Regions from separate parts of the Cyprinus carpio genome. Here region 2 is linked to region 1. Evidence: chromatin contacts called from public Hi-C data. All regions are on one chromosome and are shown on one strand. The core of a region is the stretch at or near the end of the contact, and the rest is flanking DNA. Distances in the headings are between cores, read along the strand shown. Region 1 holds the start of LOC109098297 (forkhead box protein J3-like). Region 2 overlaps LOC109098297 (forkhead box protein J3-like).

Region 1 (7,025 bases), core at 2,214-4,713:
AAAGAGAGAAAATTATACACTGGTTTCACACGACACAAATGTAAGAGAACAGATGTTTGTGCTGCACAGCTGGAGAAAGGCTTAACTTTTCTAAATGTGGGAAAAATCTCATCAACCAACTCAGCAGAGTGGAAAAAAAAAATGCTAATACCTCAGGAAACTCTGTAAACAGTGTAACGGTAAAGACAGCTCATTACACTGAACACCGTATAGCTCCAACGTATAAAAAATTAATATCACAGTCACCAAAGATCTAAAGCGCCATACAATGCCCCATTTAGAGTGTGGCCTATGGCGTCGTTTAGCGATGATAAAGTAGGTGGAATGCATAAAGCAAGCAGTTTCCAGGTGAGTTTAGACATAGCGGCAGGATGCCCACTGAGGCCTGAGGGCAAAGAGACGAGTCTGTATGCAATACTGCAGCGGAGGCCTCGTCAGATCCTGGCATGGGAACAGTTATGGTACGCTACAACAGATGCCATGCTTGTGTTCTTTAAGAGCTCCCATTCCAGCCCATTTAGCAAAACACTAATGAACAACATACAAAACAAGTTGAAAGATAAAAGACACTTAAGGGGTAATACCTTTCTTAAGACAGCATTTAAAACCAAAGTTACAAAACCTTCTTTCATGCTACTCTCAGTTAGCTTTACTATGATATTAGGCCCAAAAAGTTATAGTACATGCAATCAGATTAATAATATTAACAATTAAACAATGTAAATAATGGATCATTCATGTGCTGTACAATTTCATGCCATCATCTTCTAGAAAAATATGTTACAAAATATATATATATTTTTTATTTTTTTAGAAACAGAGATTAATTTTAAACTGACTGATATTTCAGGTGCTTTATTTTTTTTTCTTTAATCAAAATGTTTCAAACAAAACGTATAGCTAGTAATAATTTCATTTTTCCCCCCTGTATTCTTAATATCACTTTCCATACTCTTAACATGCCACAACATACATTTAACTAACAAATGCTAAGTCCCCAAAGACATCATCTTCCAGGAAATGATATTTTTGGGGGGAAAACAACTGCAAAAACATGAGCAAACAGCAGCAATGAATTCTGTTATGCTGTATGGCATCACATGATCAAATCTGATAAATTATGTATGTATATGCAATGCATACATACACAACATATAAAGTCTGCTATAGCTTTTAGCCGTTTTATATCAATACAAAAGTACAAAACATTACAGAGATCAAAATGTACAAGCATAACATTCATGACCCAAATCACTTTTTGTGCAAATGTAACAATGTTCTTGATGCAATAATTGTAAATACTAAAATGCAGCGGTTTCAGCACAAGAACCACCAGGCGTGTTCTGACAGGCAACTGATAGTTCAATCATTTTCTACGTTCTGTGAGCTGACAACCCAAAGACAAACAAGTCTGGTGCTAACGTGAATCTTTCACACTATTGTACTGCTACACTGACTGGGTGGGGAAAATATGTCCCGGGTAGTTCGCATATGTCCATCATTCAGTATTTTAAGCATGCTGGTACATAATTCAACAGTCTCTCCATTCGTACTCTACTCTTTAAGTGAAGGAGGAGGGGAAGAAAATCCTATTATAACTAACAGAATGCTGTTGGTCAATCCTCATCAGGCCAATACAAATTGTAACATGCATGCAAAAATATGCTGACAAGCTGTCATTGTCAACTTAAGGCAAGACAATACAGGCAAAGCCATTGTCTTTTCATGGCACTGGTCAATTTTGCGGTATTGGTCTATTTTGCTTCTATAACGTGTCTTTTTTCAGAGTAGCAGAAAAAAAAACCACCCAAATTCACATTTAGATATTTATCTATTTGCATTTGCAGACTTCAATTACAATACATATTTTATAGGCTGTTTTCTCAGAATGACTTTTTTTCCTGCACTGAGACAGAAACCTTCACTTCAGTTGCACTTACTGAGTTTTAATCCTATTTATAGTCTTTACAGAGTGGCTTGTTCATATATCATTTACCTGTCTGCATATAGCATATATATCCCCTCTGTAAATTTGAACTCTTATATGGCAAAAAATTAAAATAAAACAAGAATTCTGAACAGGGGTTTTTCTGCATTTGCATATTTAAACATATCATTTCGGGGAAAAAAAAACTGGAATGCAAACAATTGTCATATTGTACTGTGATTACTCAAATGGGGAAGTAAAGTGACATCTATTTGTTACTATATTCAACTATGATGTCTTGCCTTAATGTCAAATTATGGTGGCTCCATATAAATTATAAACGTTTACGCATCGCGATATAAACAACAAGAAATCAAATTCAACCCAGAGCACAACATGACAGTAAAGGTCTGTTCTTGCAGTAACTAAAAGGGAAAATCCAAATACCTGACAGGCAGCGGGTAACATTCCAGCAGCTGGCTAGACGGGGGACTAGTCTTGCATTGACTAGATATGACAGTCTACATATGATGTGTATACAAACTTGCTAATAAGTCACATGAATTACATGCAAGATTAGAACTGTAGAGACTTACTGCGTCTTATCATCACCTGTCGCATATGCTGACAGAAAGGCAATAACTCACGCACAACTTCATAAAGTTGAACTAAATGTTTCAATAACGCTCCATTAACAATATTGCATCTCTGTTTGCACAAAAACCGAGCTCGTATGCATATTAATGGCCCCACAAGTTGGCCAGGATTCGTATTTAAAATGACAAGCAGCTGCCGCGCGTCTGTTTCCAAAATATTAATAGACACGGCCTCCACCTCCAACTACTGTTAGTTGACAGCACCAAAAGTTGCTCGTTTGGCAGTTCCCGGTCGAAAAGCCCGCTTCCAGCTCGGCTTACTGACCGAGTTACAGTCACAAATATTTCAAGTCACACGCCTGTCAGATACGCGCACAAATAGCAGGCGAGCTAAAGTAAAACTGGTGGCTAACGTTAATTAGCAGCTCACTCTCGCTACCTGTCTGACAAAAACCATATTGGCGGCTAGCAGCTTGCTAACTAAACTTGTTCTGCTGTGACAGAGGAGCTTGCAGTGTCCCCACCTGCCCCCGACCGACGGCGGCAGCGACGACATACCACTTGAGGCCTGAACGTCTTTCCTCTCGCTCTGCTCAGAACTTCAGCAGCACACAACTAACAGTTAAAGTCGACCATTTTTCGCGGGCCCTGATTTCAACTTCGCGAGCTCCATGTCGCGAGCTCGTAACGTTCAGCCGCACTCACCCGGGCTCGCGTCCGCTGCTGGAGGCCAGTGCAGGTCTGTCAAAGTTAGCCGTCCCCTTCCTTTTTTCGATCACAGCTCCCTCTCTCTCCTCGAAACGAGCCTCGGCGCTACGTGTTTATCGTGAGTTTGAGACCCGCAATCCCTTTACCGGTTTGTCCGTAGCGTCTCCTAGCTTCTCCGCCTCTCTCTCTCTCGCTCGCTCGTTCGTCTTTCTCTCTGAATAGCTAACATCCGGGGACTGCGCGGATCAAAATTCCGGAACTACTTTTGGACATTAGCCGGAGAACGGCCCACAGTACCAAGCTGCGACAGGCTTTGCATCCGGAAAGTAGTGCCTTTAGTGTACAACAATTATTAGCAATGGCTTTTCACATTTGCCCTAATCACAAAAATACCATACAATAAAAACAATATAGAATATGAAATTTACTAGTCGATTCAAAAGAAACTATTATTGCTACAACAGCACAGATCATAAAGCCTTTGTCGAAAGAGTAGCAGTTTGTCCGAATATAAATGAGATATTTAGGTGTAAATAATTCAAAACATTTTTTTTATTATTATTATTATTATTATTATTATTATTATTATTATTATTATTATTATTATTATCATTATTATTTCATAATAAAATGAAGACAGTTTTATGTGGTTATTAGACTTTATCTGGTTTTAAATCCGTCCATTCATGGATATTGAGTTAACACAGTGGATGATTTCGTCAGGTATCTTCGATAATTTTAATAATAAAAACTATTTTAAATATTAAATGCCTAATTGATTAATAAGAAACGTTATTGCGGCTAATAGTGCAGTTCACAAAGCCTTTGGCAAATAGGTAATGATATCTATACAGGCATACTAACATTATTTTTCATAATAAAAAGATGTGGACAGCACCCCAAAATTATTTAATGATGAAACAATGAAGGTTTAAAATAATAATAATGATAATAATAATAATAATAATAATAATAATAATAATAATAATAATAATAATAATAATTTCAATAAAGACGTTTCCCCGCTGTGAGCTGTTTGTCTGGAGGAAGAACAATATTCCTCATTTGTTTTAATTTTGTGGTACACTGCGTGCTTCTGTTTTCAAATAACTACCTAATTTCTAGTATTTTATTATTATTGTTTTCTTATTTTAGTTGTGAATCTTAAAATAAAGATTATTTATTTCTAGGATGTGTAAATATCACATTTATAATGCTTAGTTTCTATGACCCCAGTCCTAAATGTTTGCAAAATGATTTGCATCTTTTTAAGCGGTAAAATACTTCTAATTTCGTATTGCTTAGACAATGCTGCCCCCTGTGAACCGAGATGGGTGGGTTACATTTACATTTTAGGGGGTGGAGACCGGTGAGTTTAGGTATACGCAAGGTGGGAGGAGTTAGATCTGATCCAAACACGCCCCCTGGACCTTGTGTTCTGCAGTGAGGACCAAAGCAGAGAAGAACAGTCATCTGAAACCTTTATTTTGGAATTTTCACAGTAGCCCACTGAAAGAGCCAATCGTGTCATCCGAAGCTGCGCATGCGCACAGGCAACCATAATAAGCGTAGGAACTGCTCTCGCACTAGGTCCAAGTTTATTAGGGTCATTCGCAGTTGAATTACATTCTTGCGCGTATTATTTGTGAGTAAGCAAACAGGTAAACATGTTTATCTTATTATGTTTATTTATTTATATCAGCGCGATAATAAGAGAAGCACTGACAGCGAGAATGTATTGTTTGAGGGAGCAACATATGATTTGTGTACTACGCATGTTAAGTGAAAAAACATTAGTTTTTGTCTAGTGAAAGTCATGATAATTATGGTACTCTTTCTCACACTTTATTTGACATTAGTTTATATTTTCTGACCTTCATTTCATAGTTGACCAACAGTATTGCTCAGGGACAATTATGCAGAATATAAACTCGTATTATTTTAAGATCTCATCTTCTGTAGCTTATTTCAATTCCAAATCGTCATTCATGAACATATGCATAGTGATAACACTTTATTAAATAAACCCTATTTATTTTAGGTTTCTAATGGCCCACTGTGACCCCTCGGCCTCAAAGGCAGTGGATGGAGGACTGTCTGAAGAGTTTGCGGTCCCCTCTCATGTGGAGGAGGTCAAGAAACTCATGGCAGAGTTTGCCGAACATCACGGTTCGGCCGGGCGCAGAGTAGTTCTCATCACCTCGGGAGGAACCAAAGTTCCTCTGGAATCCCGAACAGTACGGTTCCTGGACAACTTCAGCAGTGGTCGGCGAGGGGCCTCCTCTGCCGAGTATTTTCTGGACTCAGGCTATGCAGTGATCTTTCTGCACAGGCATCGCTCTCTCTACCCATACACTCGTCTGTACACAGGGGTCAATTTACTGGATAGCTTACAATTAGAGACTGGTAAGGAGGATGCTGGTCAGATCCTGGTGGATCAGAACGCACTTCCAAACATTGCAAAGGTTCTAAAGCGCTATCAGGCGGTGAAAGCCGCAGGATTACTGCTGCCAGTGGAATTCAACACCTTGTCAGAGTACCTCCATCTACTCAAGGCAGCAGCTCAAGCATTAAGCTCCATAGGTGACCAAACCCACTTACAATACTACAACAATACTAATGGTCCTGTGGTTCAGTGGTAGAGCATTACGTTAGCTGTGCAAAAGGTTGTGGGTTTGATTTCCAGGAAACACACATACTGATAAAAAATAAAATAAAAATGTATAGCCTGTAAGTCGATTTGGATAAAAGCGTCTGCTAAATGCATAAATGTAATATGTTTGTAGTGGAATTATTAGTTACTACTATTAATTTCTGTTTTTCCCTCCTAGGATCCAAGGCTATGTTTTATTTGGCTGCTGCTGTTTCTGATTTCTACATCCCAGCATATGAAATGCCAGAACACAAAATTCAGTCTTCTAATGGGCCACTTCAGGTGTTGTATAATAAATACAAATATTAATTCAGTCTGATAGACCAGGGGTTTAGTCTTTTAGATTTCCGTAGACCCCTACAAATATGATCATTCTCATGCAAGGGACCCCATTTTAAAATGTAAAAAGCAGCTATATGTTTTCATGGATAAAGATGAAATTTGTGTGAAAAATTAATATTATGAATTTGTTATTATTTGGAAAATATTTTATTACGTTTTTATTATTGATTTATTTCAATCGATTTTATTGAAGTAGATCACAATTTAATCTATTTATTACATTTTTTATTGCATCTTTCCCATGGATCCTCTAGCACTCCCTTGCAGTCCCCTGAGGGTCTACGGATCCCAGTTTAAAAACCCCTGTGCTACGCTACATGCAGTTAATCTAGGCTCCAAACCTCATATAAAAAGTAATTCATCTGCTTGCTTAATGTTATTTAGATAAGTATGAAGATGGTTCCCAAGATGCTGTCCCCATTGGTGAAGGACTGGGCACCTAAGGCATTTGTCATCTCTTTTAAGTTGGAAACGGACCCCTCCATCCTTTTGGAGCGAGCACGGCGTGCCTTAGAAACATACAACCACCAGGCAGTGGTTGCGAATGTTCTCGACACACGGCGTGGTTATGTGGTTGTTGTCACCAAGGACACGCAACAAGAGCTGGTCCTCTCAGATGAAGAAGTGCAGAAAGAGGCAGAGATTGAGGACAGGATTGTCAGTAATCTGACTGAAGCACACAGTGAATTTATGTCTCAACAAGTATGAAAAAACCTGATGCGGTTTTGTAGCATGTACTGAAGGCTCAAGGCAGATCTGGGATTAGTTTTTTGTATTGTAATAACTATGGTTCAAATCT
Region 2 (6,492 bases), core at 2,679-5,178, 82 kb before region 1:
TGTGGTGCCAGAGTACTCCCCAGCAGCACGAGACTCAGTCCAGCTGCTCTGATCATGCACATCCCATCATCACTTTCTTTTAGCAGTTCAGTCAATGTACTGTTAGAAGTAACAGAATAACTCGGGATATTGGTTTATTTTGCGTCAGAGGGAGTGTAAGGCACGTTTATAAACCGAATAACTTAAGTCATTTGTGGATTAGTGCATACTGGAGACGCAAACCGTTTCAAATGATTCAGTTCGATTTGGTGAACTGTTTTGACCGGTTCACAAAGATCTGTTTAAATAGAAAGATTCGTTCATGATCCAGGCATCACTAGATGAGACAAAACCAATAAAACCCATTACAAACGAGGCATTTGTTGCATCCAGTGGGGACATAATTACTGATTATAATGACTTATACTGTCTTTTTATGTTGCGTATCACGCTGCGTAAAAATAAAACCATGTCTGCATTTGTGATCTGAGAAACAACATACAACAAGCCTACTCTACTGCTCAAAACTCGCACTTGAATCATCATTGGCAAACTATTTATATACAAAAAACATACTTACAGTCATGTCCTCTTTTAGGCCAAACAAAGTAGTTTCGCTTTCACAACGAAACACAGCGACTTCACAACATGGCAGCGGCGTCAACAGCGAAAATAAAAGTTACGCCTTCTTTCTTTGCGTAAACATTTGGACTCATAATTGTTGATACTTTATAAAGAATATCTCTTTGGATTTGAGACTTTAGTCTTTGCAACTTTACAGATCTTTTTTATGCACCAAGAGCTTGTAACACTCCAAAGAGAAAGGAAAAATTTAAATGGCATCATATGACCCCTTTAAATAATATTGAGTATAACATTTAAATAGCCTACATTTCTTGCAATAAGACTGCAGTACAGTCAGATTAACAAATCTTTCTATTTTAATTCACTTTGCAGATTCTCTCTTTAAAACATCATAGAATATAAGTCTGCAGATTCTATCTGGGCCTACTCACGAAGCTCAGCCAACTGAACTGAGAGAGGGAAAAGCATAGCAATACCACAGTGATCATTTAGTCAAATCTGTATCGCTTTAGGGACAGAAAATTCTGTAAAAAATGATGGACAGACATGAACAGTCTCAGCCAGGCTTTCCTTCTCCATGTTATGCAGCACAGGCGCTTTCCCATTGGCCTGCACTAGCAGGCGGGAAAGTATGAGAAAGAGGGAATTCCTGTGGCTTGGCATGAAGTGCTCAAGAGGCGTGGCACGTTCTCTGTTTACAGGGCCCACACTGAGAAACAGCATCTCCAAGGAGCCACCAAACTCTGCTGTCTTGTTTTTACTCTCCTGTGTATTTGGTTTCTAGTCTATCAGCATCTCAAATAGGAGGGCAAAGAAAGCATATGCTCATGGGATAACCCCGAAATCCCACTATTGGTGGATCTTGAAATTCTTCCCATATGAATCAGTCATACCTTAATCTTGAACTGTTTTGTTGTGTGAAACGTTGTAAAAGTAATTTGGAGGTGTTCAAAAACAACAATACTAATATCGCAATAAAACAATCAATAAAAAGATTTATGGTTTATTGTGTTAACACACAGGATGTGTTTTAAAACCAAAACCAAAAAAAAAAAAAAAAAAAAAAGTCAGTATTTGCATGCTATTTATCCTATTTATATATTTTACAGTATCACTTTGTTATTTGAAAACTGGGTCACTTATAAAGTTCTATTTTAGTTAGGACAACTCGCTAGGTTTTGCAAAGAAATGTTCTAGCAAACAAAACAATTCTATATACACTGTATATATATTATATACAGCACCAATACTGTATTCTATCCAGATGAACAGATCACCAAACATACTATAATTCAATCCAAATGAATTCCACATTCCCCCTCAGTCCTCATCTTAAACACCATGCTTAATGTGAAATACTATTGGTTTAATGCCTGAAGTAAATTAATAACTGATGCTTTTGGGCTTTGTTAAAGCACTCCAGAGAGAGCAAGCAGCCCGCACCAGGCCAAGAGTGGAGCGCTTAAGGTTTAAAAGCCTATTTCAATTTCAGAGTGTTTTGCTCCATTCCTTTTTACACACTTCTCCATGAAGTCATGCCACGGAGGGCGAGTTACGGTACGAGTCACTCCGTGTGCTCTGCCTAGAAGCATACAGCAGGTAATCAGACCTCCAAACATTCAACAAACTCACTTTTCTCTAGCAGAAAAGTACTCCAACCATTTAGCACAATACAAGCTTTTATAAATGCAGCACAATCTTTAATGTCACTTAACATTCACGAGTATTTTAATGCATACAGACCGGTCCCATCCACTATCATTGCAAGTTACCAAGATTTTTGCTTTATTAAGGAAAAGGAATGACAAATGGGAATTAATATAGTTGTTTCTGCATATTAAGATGGTATAAGAGGAAGCATTTTGATAAAATCACACACACGACAGAACCACTGAGGCAAACCATATCCAAAGATGAAGAATACTGTATTCGTGCATGGCTTAATATCTTGTGTAAGCGCAAACCTGACATTTTGGACTCGACAGACAGATAGAATAAGGTATTAGCGATTCACAATACACCGCATATGCACCGTTAAGAGGATTTGTGCACATAATGCCAGCCCAATATAGATGAGACTCGACGACATCACACATCAGTCCTGTTATGAAGTGCACGCATATAGTCATGGCAGGAAAAAATAAATGTAAACTGGGTATGTAGGCCGCTGGTGTCAGCTGTGATAGAAGAAACACAGCCAGGACTGAACTCTACCTTGTTAGTCACAGTGTTGATTGCCAGCGTTGGAGAGGCACTTCCAGAGATGATGCAGTCCATTCCCAAGTTATCCGACTCCAGGCTGTACGGCGTGGATGCCTGCAGGAAAACAAAAGAGACATACTCAGCCAACCAGGATGGAGACAATGAGGGATGTGAAGTGACTTTGATTTCTATTCAAAGGCGTTTGGTATTACTCTGGTGCAAAAAATTTAAAAGCATACGCAGTGAGCGTTTATCAACAACAAAAGAGCAACACCTTTTATTTAGGTCAAAATTGGAGGCATTCTGGGAAAGAGATGAGCAGGAGAGAGGAACGGCTCCCTGTGCTCTGTCTGCTCTTGCTGGGGTAAAAGATAACTTCAGCACGCCTGTCTCCCAAAACTGCTTATTATAAGAGGATTGCCTGGCAACAATGCGATTTTTAATTTGTGATAAACATAAATGAGATTTAGCTAAGTCACAATTTTTAATGTCAAAGAATTTCTTAAACGAGACAGCAGGAGGATGAGAGAGAGAGAGAGAGAGAGAGAGAGAGAGAGAGAGAGAGAGAGAGAGAGAGAGTGTCTAATAAAATATACTCCTAATAGCGAGCGTCGCACTTTGCACAAACAGAATTCCCACTTATTTTTGCATGCAGGATCAGGCTGAGAGAGAATGGATCTAATTGGAGGTTTTTGATGTGAGTGAAGTGAGTGTCAGTATGAAAAATGTTTGTGTGTGGCCTGAGGGCAGAGCTGTGTGCCGAGAGAATGATACTCTCACTGGAGTCTAGAGTGTGGCAATTATAAATGACACCAGCCTAACTGCCTGACCATACAGAGGAAAACACGCGCCACCAACTCAACACAAGAGGTCAATTAGGCTATCAGACTTATCACGTGATTTCTGACATATACACCTTTTGTCCAACCAATTTACATTCTCTTAAAGGGACAGTGCACTAAGGGTGTGCGATATGTATAGTCTCTGATAACATCACAATTGTTGTTTTAACAATGTATGAGCAGCCACTTAGTACATCACTCACTTTGCGACAACAAAACATGCCTTCATATCATGCATTCCATGAGCTTGATGTAGTCTGTTATACCATTACTTCTGTAATAAAATCTAACGTGAATATCCCACATCCCACAGTGTCACTACAGTAAATCCATGGTAAATGATGGTGATTTGTAGATTGAAAAGCCTTCTTACTGTCTCGTTGCACACAGTGTTTCTCCTATTGGGCTTTAAAGTAGTTTAAATGACAGAGTCATTTGTGTTCTTTGCTCTATTTGCGCTTCACACTGGATCTCGTAGCGCTGTTTAGTGCTCGCATGACCGAGTAAACACATCTGCTCTAGTGAGCTCGCGCTGCGCGGAAGTTTGAACTTTGATCCGAGCGGATAAACTTTCCGTGTGGCACGATTCAAATGAGTCATGCTGTTTCGTTCCACTTTAGGTGCAAAAGGATTATATCAAACATTTATCGAGGAAATTTATATCGCGATAATTATCGTTATCAAATTATCGCCCAGCCCTACTCTGGATATATAGTAACAAAGTAAATGACAATTTTTCTCCTCCACCAAAAAAACAACTAATGCTAATGTAACTAATGTAAAATATACATGAGAGTCAGGTACTACATTACTATAATATTGAAGGTTAAAATTAAATGATTTACATACACATGCTTGAATTACACAAAATTTTATAATAAGTTTAAGTACACTAAGTTTTTATAATAATAAAGTTACAGTTACTTAATTAGATTCCTACTCCAATTAGTTTAGTGAACAAACATTTAAATAGTGGCTGTCATAAAAACTTGATGGATTTATTCAAACAAATTAAACATTGAAGAACAGTAAAAAAATATATAATAAATGTTATACAGTGCTTATTTTTAGCTAAATGCTCCTCTCTAGCATTCACTTTTCTAGCTAACTAACAAGTTTTTGGTCACCTAATATGTTTTTTTGTACAATGTACAAAACTTTTTGTGAGTTTTTGGATGCAATGGGCGCTACAATATACCGTTCATTAACTGAAAACAGGTCAGCCCAAGTTATAATTTTGTCAGTATCGCACAATAAACTTCTTGGTGTCTAAAAACAACTAGTTCAAGCTAACATCCCCCCCCCCCCACATTGTGATGCCCTGATAAATAACACGCCTCTTCGCAAATGCTCTTTTCATCTACATGTCTTCAATCCCCGCCCCTTGCTCTTACTATAGCTAAACTTTTTTGGTTCGCCTGACTCCGATCCACAACGCAGGGCTGAACAAAATGATGCAAGATGCCTCTGAGCCAGGTCAACCTCGAAGGCCAGCGTCGAGTGCAGCAGAGTTGTATATTCCGGTGAGCACTGCACATAAATAATGGAAGGAAAAAGCTCTGGCTGAAAATAACCGGCGCAGAAACTCTGCATTAATTGATGTTTGCTAAAAAATGACTGCAGAATGCAACGTATGTAAAAGCTGCCTGGGGCACAGTTTATTAATAAGCTGGACCCCCACTACAAGATAAACTGAGCCACACTGAGTGAGACAGCTATATAAAAAGATATGAGCGCGCAATCAGAAAACCTGTGCGCAGCACAAATGTAAAGCACCGACTCAGACATGAAACAAAGCCAGTGTTATCAAATGAGGAAATATTCAGCCCGTCTCATTCTCTTCTATCAACACACCAAGCCCATGTTGTCACATATTTCTGGCCTTGTAAAAAAGCAAAAACCCAACACAGGCAGCATCATGCTAAAGGCAGACTGTCTGCAAGATAATGCTGATGGAAAAAAGAGACTTGAGCAATATCTTTATTTTGGCAAAACTAATACAATACTATGTAAACATTAAATCTTAAATGTGGTTGCCTGGTTGGTTTTGTTTGTTGCTCTTTCCAAAAGATAAAAAAAAAAAAAAACGTGCAATGAGCCATCAACACATACTCTGAAGAAATGATATGGTTTTCTGCTGACCTTTAAAGTTGAAAAAGATGAATCAGACTACAACAGGTTAAAACTTTAACACCTTTAACCACATAAACCACATAAAACAACATTTAACAACAAGTAATCATAACTTACACACAATACATACTAAAACAATATTTATTTTTCTGTAACATTTATTTTAAAATGCTTCTATATATTATCTTTGAATTATTTCAGTTTTTAATATCATTAAACTCATCTGAAACCGCAAAATCTTGGGTAAAACAATTTCTATTTCCATGGCAGTGTAAATCAAATTTTTTTTTTAGCATTACATCACTCTGCAACTAATCCATACCCCAAAAATAAAAGTACAATAAACGGATTAAAAACAATAAAAAATCAAAAAAAAAATTCACACAACTCCAGTGAAGCAAAAAGCTGTTTGTTTGTGATAAACATATTCTTCATTTAGATGTTTTTAACTTCAAATCACTGCTTTTCAAGACATTAACTAATGGACTGGGTTTGTGTGGATTACTTGTGATGCTCTCATTCTGACGGCACCCATTCACCTTCATTGAGCAAGTGATGTACTGCTAAATTTTTCTGAATCTATTCCGATGAAGAAATAAACTCATTTTGGATGACCCAATGCTGAATACATTTTCTTTTTTGGGTGAACAATTCCTTTCAAATTAAGATATTTCTTGTAATTCAACCCTTGTTGTTTTTTTCTTAGATAAACCAGGGTTCCCACTGTTTTGAAAAACATCAATAAATGAGG

The links. Hi-C and Micro-C count contacts between places; a contact is called where the count stands out from the background.
Region 2: a contact with region 1 is called in a Hi-C map of liver, with 4 times the contacts expected there. The contact joins the enhancer-like site here to the promoter of LOC109098297 in region 1. A contact is called at or near these places in 3 of 8 Hi-C or Micro-C datasets (liver and skeletal muscle).

Annotation. Positions count from the first base shown.
Region 1 is chrB11:14,786,276-14,793,300 of ASM1834038v1, reverse strand. LOC109098297 (forkhead box protein J3-like) reads right to left here and starts at 3,463. Exons shown (of 12, transcript XM_042734086.1): 1 at 3,229-3,463. It overlaps ppcs (phosphopantothenate--cysteine ligase), which reads left to right and starts at 4,729. Exons shown (of 4, transcript XM_019112352.2): 1 at 4,729-4,892; 2 at 5,273-5,814; 3 at 6,063-6,166; 4 at 6,611-7,025. The coding sequence starts at 5,280. The coding sequence ends at 6,934.
Region 2 is chrB11:14,869,022-14,875,513 of ASM1834038v1, reverse strand. LOC109098297 (forkhead box protein J3-like) reads right to left here. Exons shown (of 12, transcript XM_042734086.1): 5 at 2,779-2,880. Among protein-coding and RNA genes, the nearest start is that of LOC109074782, 23 kb to the left of the region's middle. Within about 2 kb of position 3,928, at least 2 of the 8 cell types and tissues checked have an H3K27ac peak or open chromatin away from gene starts, as enhancers often do. A contact at or near this core is called in liver, where this site is marked.